Regions from separate parts of the Zea mays genome. Here regions 2 and 3 are each linked to region 1. The links are chromatin contacts, called in public Hi-C maps. All regions are on one chromosome and are shown on one strand. The core of a region is the stretch at or near the end of the contact, and the rest is flanking DNA. Distances in the headings are between cores, read along the strand shown. Region 1 holds the start of LOC100282554. Region 2 holds the start of LOC100191695. Region 3 holds the start of LOC100274051.

The links. A called contact is a pair of places that touch in the nucleus more often than the background predicts.
Region 2: a contact with region 1 is called in a Hi-C map of leaf, with 4 times the contacts expected there. The contact joins the promoter of LOC100191695 here to the promoter of LOC100282554 in region 1. A contact is called at or near these places in 4 of 25 Hi-C or Micro-C datasets (bundle sheath, ear, leaf and 1 more).
Region 3: a Hi-C map of ear shows a contact between it and region 1, with 2.8 times the contacts expected there. The contact joins the promoter of LOC100274051 here to the promoter of LOC100282554 in region 1. A contact is called at or near these places in 3 of 25 Hi-C or Micro-C datasets (ear, endosperm and tassel).

Annotation. Positions count from the first base shown.
Region 1 is chr8:141,424,254-141,427,133 of Zm-B73-REFERENCE-NAM-5.0, forward strand. LOC100282554 reads right to left here and starts at 1,508. Exons shown (of 23, transcript NM_001155462.1): 1 at 1,263-1,508; 2 at 1,010-1,130; 3 at 892-931; 4 at 712-792; 5 at 324-518. The coding sequence starts at 1,062.
Region 2 is chr8:141,665,106-141,667,985 of Zm-B73-REFERENCE-NAM-5.0, forward strand. LOC100191695 reads left to right here and starts at 1,376. Exons shown (of 4, transcript NM_001137124.1): 1 at 1,376-1,740; 2 at 2,088-2,276. The coding sequence starts at 2,097.
Region 3 is chr8:141,608,764-141,611,643 of Zm-B73-REFERENCE-NAM-5.0, forward strand. It overlaps LOC100274051, which reads right to left and starts at 1,416. Exons shown (of 6, transcript NM_001148431.1): 1 at 1,072-1,416.

The DNA of each region.
Region 1 (2,880 bases), core at 258-2,757:
ATGAGGTAGTTCCAGCCTCCAAGCGCCAATTTCTGGAACTAATAGAAACCAAATTTCAACTAGGCTCAGTGATATCTACTCATTCAAGCAAAACAATAATTCATTGAACACGTGAACATACAAGAATCAGACGGTTCGAGGATACACGTTCATCGTAACTGGAAAACGGGTGTTACTTCGAGTTTCATTGTTATTACTAAATTTAAATTTATAAAAAATCAATAGATCTGAGCATCACAAAGTATTCTACATCACCCATACACGAAAACACGATATAAAACCCACTAGTGGATTAGTTCAAACATGAAAAGAATAACAGATACCTTCTCACAAGCAACAGTGCGGCGAGGTACAAAGTAAAGGAAGTATTCCCTCTGGAGCCCTTTAGGTTCATCGTTCTTGATTTGACTTGCGATGAACTTCATGAACCTCAGCTGAGAGCGCACAAGATATACAATTTTGGGGCATTCCGTCTGCAGGGGTTCGGGAGAGAGAATCCGCACTTCCGCGCCATACTCCTGATAAGCAGAATAAAGGGTGCAATGAGCTAAGAAACTGGAAATTAAACAGATGAACCGGGGTATACGCTGTGGCATGGCCCATAACATGACATATATATGATATAAAATGTACTAGCAAAGAATATTACTGCAACACAGAGTTATTAAAGATGATAACCATTCAAGATTAGCATACACAGTGTAATCACACCTTTAGCAGCGATGTCTGCACGACCAATGAGAGAGTCCCAGCGAGCTTGGGATCTATAACCAAGCACTTCTTTCCCCTTATCTGGTGCGCATCACAAAGAAAACCAAACTCTTCAGTTCAGTATCAACAAGACCACCGGAGATCATGGTCATAACGAGCAGTGTGAGACAAGAAACCCACATTTTTTAGGATGCCGAACAAGTCCTTCTGCGACTGCTCCCTGCAAACGAACCGAATAAGACTGTCAGAATCCAGATGCGTAACACATAGGAGGAGGCGTGCGAATGAGACGATTCACCTGAGGGCCGCAAGGTTGAGCGGCGCGTTGTCAAGATTGGGGATCTGCGCCATCTGCCCAACGTTGAGTTGGGAAGGATTGGAATCTATCAAGTCCGGGTAGAGATGTGCTCCACCCCAGCCTAGACAGAGAGGTGGACAACGGGGGCAGAAAAAAACGATTACTCAAACAGTACAGGAATTTTCAGTATACCTATCCCATATAGTTAACACATTATTAAGATCACAGAATTAAGTTTTGAGCACGCACGAACCAATTGGCGATAAAGTATGAGTCAGAAATCGTGCGATGCCTCAGGCTGATCGAGCGGGTTTGCGGCGGAGGCACGTTGCCGGACAGAACAGCGGGTGTCTGAGGAGCAGTGATACAGTCCACCAGCCGAGGGAGGCAGCTTGGACGGCGGCGGCGCTCCGCGGCGCTCCGCGGCACCCGACGTCTCCTTCTGCCGCCCAGCGGGGTCACCGGCGTGGGACGCTGCGAGTTGGATAGACGGAAGGTCGCCGGCGGTAGCCGGTATCGCCGAGACAAGACGAGATGGGCTGGGCTGTCCGTCTTTTTTAATTTAGTCCTTTTTAGGTTTTATTTTCACAAATATGCCCCTTCTGGTTTCATTTAAAAAACTAGACCCTCAGCTCGCGTCATCGACATTGGCGTCGAGGTCTAACATGTAGGCGCCAATTTGTTTGGCGTCGCGCGTTAATGACGTGACGACCTACGTGGCAGACAGCTCGGCGCCATAGATCTCGGCGCGGAGGTCGGCGCCATGGATCTTGGCGCCGAGGTATTAAATGCAGGACGACCTCTTCTTCCTCCACTTCATTCGTCTCACCCCGCTGCTCCCTCCCGCACGCACGCCGCCGCTGCTCCCTACCGCGCACGCTCGCACGCCGCCTCTCCCGCCCTCACGCCGCCCCGCCGCCCCAGTCGCTCGGTCGGCCCGCCCGCCCTGGCTGCCCTGCCCGGCCAGCCGCCCCCGCCGCCGGCCTCTCCCGCCCCGGCAGCTCGCCGCCCGCCCGTCCCGTGTGCTTGCCGCTCGCTAGCCGTCCCCGCCGCCGGCCACACCGGCCCGCACGCCGCAGCACCCCCGGCGTGCCACCCGGCCCGCTGCTCGGCCGCCCTCCTGCCCTGACCACTCCCGCCCGCCGATCTCGCCGTCCGGCCGTCCCCGGCAACGCTCTCCATCGCCCGGTAACCCGTTCTCCATCCTTTATTTATTTATAATTATGATTGATAATTTGTTAGTAGTTAATAGTTCGTTATTATTAGTAAATTGTTACTCCAACGCGGTGGTATTTTGTAGTTAGATATTAGTTAGTTATTATTTTGTATTAGTTTACAATTATTTATTAGGTACTAGATAGTTTATAGTTAGTCATAGTGGACTGGGTTATCCACTAACCACCACAATTGGTTATTCAACGTTGTCGTATTTCAAATAGAAGGACAATTTTTTGGGCATATACCATGGAGGCATCGTTGAATAAGATCGTTATGGAAATGCTGAGTTCGTTGACATGCAACGTGTGGCTGTTATATTTGATGATAGACCTTCCTTTAGTGAGGTTGTTGCTACGGCTAAGGAGAAGATTGGTTGGCATGACGTTGACGACATTGACGTTGATGGGGTGTTAAACGTAGGTCCTCCACCCAGCGTGCGAAGACTTATCATCCCAATTAAGTGTCAGCGAGAGTGAGATAATTATGTTAAATCAGCTATGAAGACACAAAACCAAGTCATGGAGGTAGTGGTACGCCGTTTGTTAGTTTCCTCTCGCCCTGGAGATGAAAACTATGATCGTGGTGCCGAGGTCATGCCTGAAAGGGAAATAGGGTTTAACCTTTCCTATAAATAATTTTGGTGGTTGAATGGC
Region 2 (2,880 bases), core at 126-2,625, 240 kb after region 1:
GGCGGGCGCGGCCTCGCGTGCGTCGTGGGCGCGGAGTCCACAACGTGCACGCAGGTCATGCACGCGGACGGTTGGGGGGGGGGGACGGGATTGACAGGCAAGGCCCACGGGCCAGCGGGAGAGGGCGCACGAGTGAGCGGGCAGCGCCGACAAGCGGGACCGGGCTGGCAGAGGGAGATGGGACAAAGGGTGCTCGCATGGGCGAGAGGAATGGCGTCGACAGGTAGGCCCCACCGCGTAGAGAGAGAGAGAGCAGCCGGGCCAACTGGGCTGAAAAGGTCGAGGGAGAGGGTGTCTTGGGCTGATTTCTGGTTTTTCTTTTGTTCTGAATTTTCTATTTCTTTTCTTTTATTTTCTCTATTGAATTCAAATAAAATAAACCATAAATTCAAATTTGAATATTTCAAACATGTGCATCAACCAAAAATAAAATTTTAGCTCAACATAATGCACCAATTCATGTCTCCCCTAGGTTTTAATATTCTAAAGAAATAATACACCTCTCGAATAAACACCCAAAATTCTATTAAAAAGAAGAGAAAGAAAATCTATAGAGGTGAGAAAAGGAGTAACACCTGAATTTGGTAGATATTAAAGAACAAATTTTATACCCCAAATTCAGAGTGTTACATGCTCGGTTGGTTCTCAAGAGCTCTCTTGAATCTTGGTGGAAGACACGTAACCATAAGCACAAAGCTAGGTCTTTCGATGATGCTGCAGATAGGGATGGTAATGGGTCGGGTTCGGGTTAGGTGGAGCAAAAACCCACTCGCGATCGCACCCGTGAAGTCTAACTAAACTCGTCCCCGATCGCACCCACGGGTACAATTTTAAGCCCGCACCTGAACCCGTCGGGTTTCGGGTCACTCGCGGGTTTTTACCTAGTGTCACTTTTAAATAACAATTAGCTATAAACAATTAAGTATCAACAATAATTAAGTTATATCTACATATTTTAAGCCTTCACATATTGAGTAGCAACAAAACGTTTCATGAATCAGTAGCCATGTTACTTATTCAAAACAATTACCGTTGTATCTTAATTATTTTTGCACAAAAATAAAGAATAAACCAACATTTCGGGCGAGATGCGGATCACCGCCGGTTGAAATAGAAACCCGCACCCACACCCGCGAAACTTCGGATCGGATACGAGTTGCACCTGCAGATCAAAATCTTCACCGAATAGGTCACGTACCTATCGAATTTCGGGTTTGCTGATTAAACTGCCATGCCGCCAATTTATTATCTTTTCTACCCAGCGTGTACTAGAAAAGGATGAAAAAAGAAGGAAAAAAAAGAAAAGAAAGAAAAACTCCAACGAAGCCTTCTGGGTCTGAACGTCCACGTCCAATTGTGTCCTACTCCTTCGGTCCGTCCCCATTTCTTCCTTTCCTAGGCCTCGACTCCTCCCGACGTGATCGCTCCAGAGAAAATTTCGCGGGTTTAGACAAACAGCGATTGGGATCGAGATCGGGGCAACATGAGCAAGGTGTTCGAGGGCTACGAGCGCCAGTACTGCGAGGCGTCCGCCTCCCTCACCCGCAAATGCACCGCCGCCGCCGCCCTACAGGGAGGTAATCCTCCACCCCTCCCAAATCTCTTCGTTTTCTAGAAGCAACCTCAATCTCGGTAGGCTCTCCCTCCGAATCGTCTCTTGGTAAAATATTTGGTCGCGCAGAGAAGCTGAAGCAGAAGGCGGCGGAGATCCAATCCGGCATCGATGGCGCTGAGGCACTGGTATCCCCTCGCTCCTCTTTTTTGTTTTTGTTTTATTAAACATAGGCAAATAGTGGCTGTGCTCTTGTTACTAAGTAGCCGCGAAGGATGCACGACCCTCACAAAACTGTTTTGGAATTATATTCAGGTGTAGGGAGAAAAAAAGAAACAAGGAACGATCCTTCTTTAGAGCTGTATTTTTTATAGATCACGGAAAATTTTGAACCCTAAGGATTACATAATTGTTTAAACTTAGGGACGTTTCCTTCTTATAGGATCAGGCTAAGCAGTTATCAAATTCAAATGGAAGTTTTATTGTGCGGCGGAAGACATCTATTGTATATTGGTAATGTTGTTTTTGTTTTCAGATAAGGAAGATGGATCTTGAAGCAAGAAACCTGCAACCAAGCATTAGAGCTGATCTCCTAGTAAAGATCAGGGAGTACAAGTCAGATCTTAATAACCTTAAGGGAGCGCTGAAGAGGGTTACTAGTATTAATGCACAACAGGGGGCGAGGGAGGAGTTGTTGGAGTCAGGAATGGCAGATACATTGGGGGTATGTTACCTTTTCTGAATTCATGAACCATTCTCATCTGGATTGAACCATGCTCTTTTTGGTTTGTTAACAAGGTTGTGCAAGGCATGTCTATATTTGAACCATCATTTTCTCTTGGTTATTTGGCAGAAATGACACAAAACATACCTGTTTGGTTGGTGTTAATTTGGCTCAAGTTCTTTAATGTTAGCCCTATGATCTGGATACAAGTGTCTATGACTCCTTTCAGTACTGCAGTTAGTGAAGGCAATTGAACCTTCCAAATTACAGATGTGGAGCTAATTGGGACAAAAGCAATGCCTTGTATGAGTAGCTAACGTCAGGATGTGCTCTTTGGTTGTTTCATGGACTTGTAGTGAATGAATTCACAATTCATGTTAAACGCACTCTGAATGGCAAAGCACTTATTTTCCCATGTTCGTCGAAAATATCAATCATTTTTTGTTGAAGCAGCTCTATACCAATCTAGAAAATTCTAAAGGCTACCCCTGCAGCATGGATAAGCCGAAGCTATCAATAATGTCTGCAAGGTGGTAGTAATGTGTCCTGCAAATTGTGGCATATGCTGTCCAGAATCCATATGGCTAAGCTCTAGCTATATCAA
Region 3 (2,880 bases), core at 166-2,665, 180 kb after region 1:
AATCATTAGTGAAAACCAAATATACTGCAGTATACGTGGAAATAAAAAGGTCATTTAAAAAAATAGGTTGAACCCATAACGATTAGTCAATATTAATTCAGTATATAGAGTAACACCATAGCACAAGAGAGGTTGCAACCATTTAAGATAACCTAAATTCACCAGGTGGATTTATATGTGTGCTGTCAATTTTAAACCCAACTTTCCAGAGACATTACAGAAAATATTGAATAAAAACAGCAACAGAGGTGATAACAATCCCGAGCGTTGGATTCTGAATAAATGAGATCAAGCTGAATTCATCGGAGGATCATATAGGAACTCTACTTTATCCAATGAGCTACTTTGTTCACCTTTTGAGGCATGCTAGAGAAAAGATATAGCACAAACACTTTTTGGCAAGTAATGAGAGTAGCCCACAGAATATATGTGAAAAATGGTTAACTTTCTCAATGGTGTTTTTTATCATTTCCAGCCATAAAGTTCCACATCAACTGATGTTGGTATTAATCCGAAGCTGCTGTATTTTGTAGCGGGCATAGCTCACATGCGGGGGAGGTTTGAACGCTACTGTCTAAACTTTAGGCGCAGGATCTAAGTAGAAGATACCAGCAACCCAAGTAGGATTAGCTGTTACCGTGGACCGTAAAAAGATCAAATTCTGACTGTTTTTTTTCTTTTGAGATAAGAATTTTGGGTGAACATTGGAACTACGGTGATAACAGGCCGATGCGTGCAATTTTGAAGTGACAACAAATCTTAGTTATTACACATTGCAGAGATTAGGCAAGTGTATAGGCATGACATGAAGAAACAATAATTAAATCCTTTGGCACACAAGGAATTATAATAACAACCAATACCGATAGGTACTCAAATTGAGACCATGTAGTGTGTCATCTATTAATTTATCTTTGAAGGTGCAATAAGCATAACAAAATTGCCATCACAGCAGCAATGCAATCGAGAAACAGTTTAGCAGCAAAGTCAGAAAAAGAAAGAGAAAAGGTTCTAGCCACGATATCATGCAGACCAAACAACAAATCAAGTTTATCTATAAGAAGCAAGTACCTGGTTCAGAACTCCCGGCGTCTGCTTCCTGGCCCCAAGAGCGCATCCCAGCACGGCGGCGCCGCGACTCCGCGCGGCCGAGGAACAGGGCATAAAGCCGCCAAGTCTGAGGTGAGTTGGCATCGGCGTCCTCAACGAGGGGAGACCGGCAACGGGCACCGCGGCGCAAGAACCCGCCATCGTCATCCACTTCCAGGCGTCGATTCCGATCCACGAAGAGGAGGGAGGGAGAGAAGCGCTTGAACTGATGTGTGTGGCGGCGTACCCGGGACAGAACAAGGATGGCTGCGCAGCGCGGCGCGGCGCGGCGCAGGTCAGGTGGGAAGGGAGGAGGGCATTGTTGTGGGTGGGCTGGGGATGAGACGAAGAGAGGAGAGGAGACGTCACGGCACCAGTTGGGCTGAGGCCGAAACTGTCTGTCTGGTTTAGGGATGGCAATGGGTACCCGAAACCCGAAACCCGATGGGTAAAAACCTTATTAGGGCACGGGTATGGCGGATTTTGATACCCATAGGTATTTTATTGGGTCATTTGTTATGCCCATCGGGTATGGTGGACGTGGGTATGTTTTCTGTTGCCCCATACCCGCTATCCGATGGGGAACCCGCTAATATATGACATGTGGGTCCGGATTTATGTCTCATATAAAATGAATTTGCTCCCGATGGGTAAAAACTCTATTAGGGCACGAGTAGAATCAATGCTATGTTTTGTGTGATTTGAAGGCATGATATTACCAGTTAATGTTGAATATTGTTGAACCTGTGATAAAATTATGTTGGGTTTGATACATTTATTATGCTGGTACTTATTTTTTGCGATTCAAATGATCATGTCTATCATAATGCTAATGGGTATGGGTACCCGATGGGTACTCGCTACCCATGGTGGGTATGGGTATGGCGTAATTTTGTACCCATGATGGGTAATGGGTATGGATATGGATCAATTTTTTCCTAGTGGGTATGGGTATACCTTCATGTGCCCACTGGGTACCTTACCCACTGCCATCTCTAGTCTGGTTTGGTTGTTTCCTCCGGCGGTCTCGCTGGCTGGCTGGCTGGCGGTGTGCAGGTGCGCGTGTGGGGAGGAGCTGGACTGGAAGCCATTGGATAACACGTGGCGCACCATCTTGGTTTGCCCACTCGTCGTATTGCTCGTGCTGTTTCCGGGTCTTTCCAATTGGTTTTAGACTAAAGACCCTCGTTTATTTGATTGGAATTGATTTGAATTGAAATTTAATTTTTGGGCTGATCTATTTAGCAAACTATAGAATTAAAAACTAACTTTTAATCCATTTCTTGAGCCAAATCAGAAGCCTGCAAAACTTTCCTACCCTAAAAGAAGGATACAGATTCCTCCCCGAGCGTCGAGCGCCGCCTGCTCCTCGGACTCATCTCCTCGAGTGTCGTGTTGCACGCCCGCGCCTCCTCCTCGTCGGACTCAGCTCCTCCCCTGGCACCGCGCCACACGCCTAAGGTACTTATTCCTCTGTTCTCCGAGGTTCCTTTGGTCTCGTTCTGTTCAAGGTTTACGAGGGCTGCCTGCTTGCTTTCTTTCTGCTCCGTGATGTCTAGTAGGTCATGTCTAGTAGGTCCCCACAGCTGAAAGCACTCTGCGTCATGAGGGGTGTACAAATGAGGGTGTTCGGTAGCCCCTTAAGATCTGTGCTTTGCAAACACGTTTAGTTTGCTCTATATAGTTCCTCTCATATAAACAATACATGCTTATTTGTAGCCATGAGCGTCAGGCACCACTTGTTTATCTGGGCATTGTAGCCATCTGCAAGATAGGAAGAGCAGGAGCATG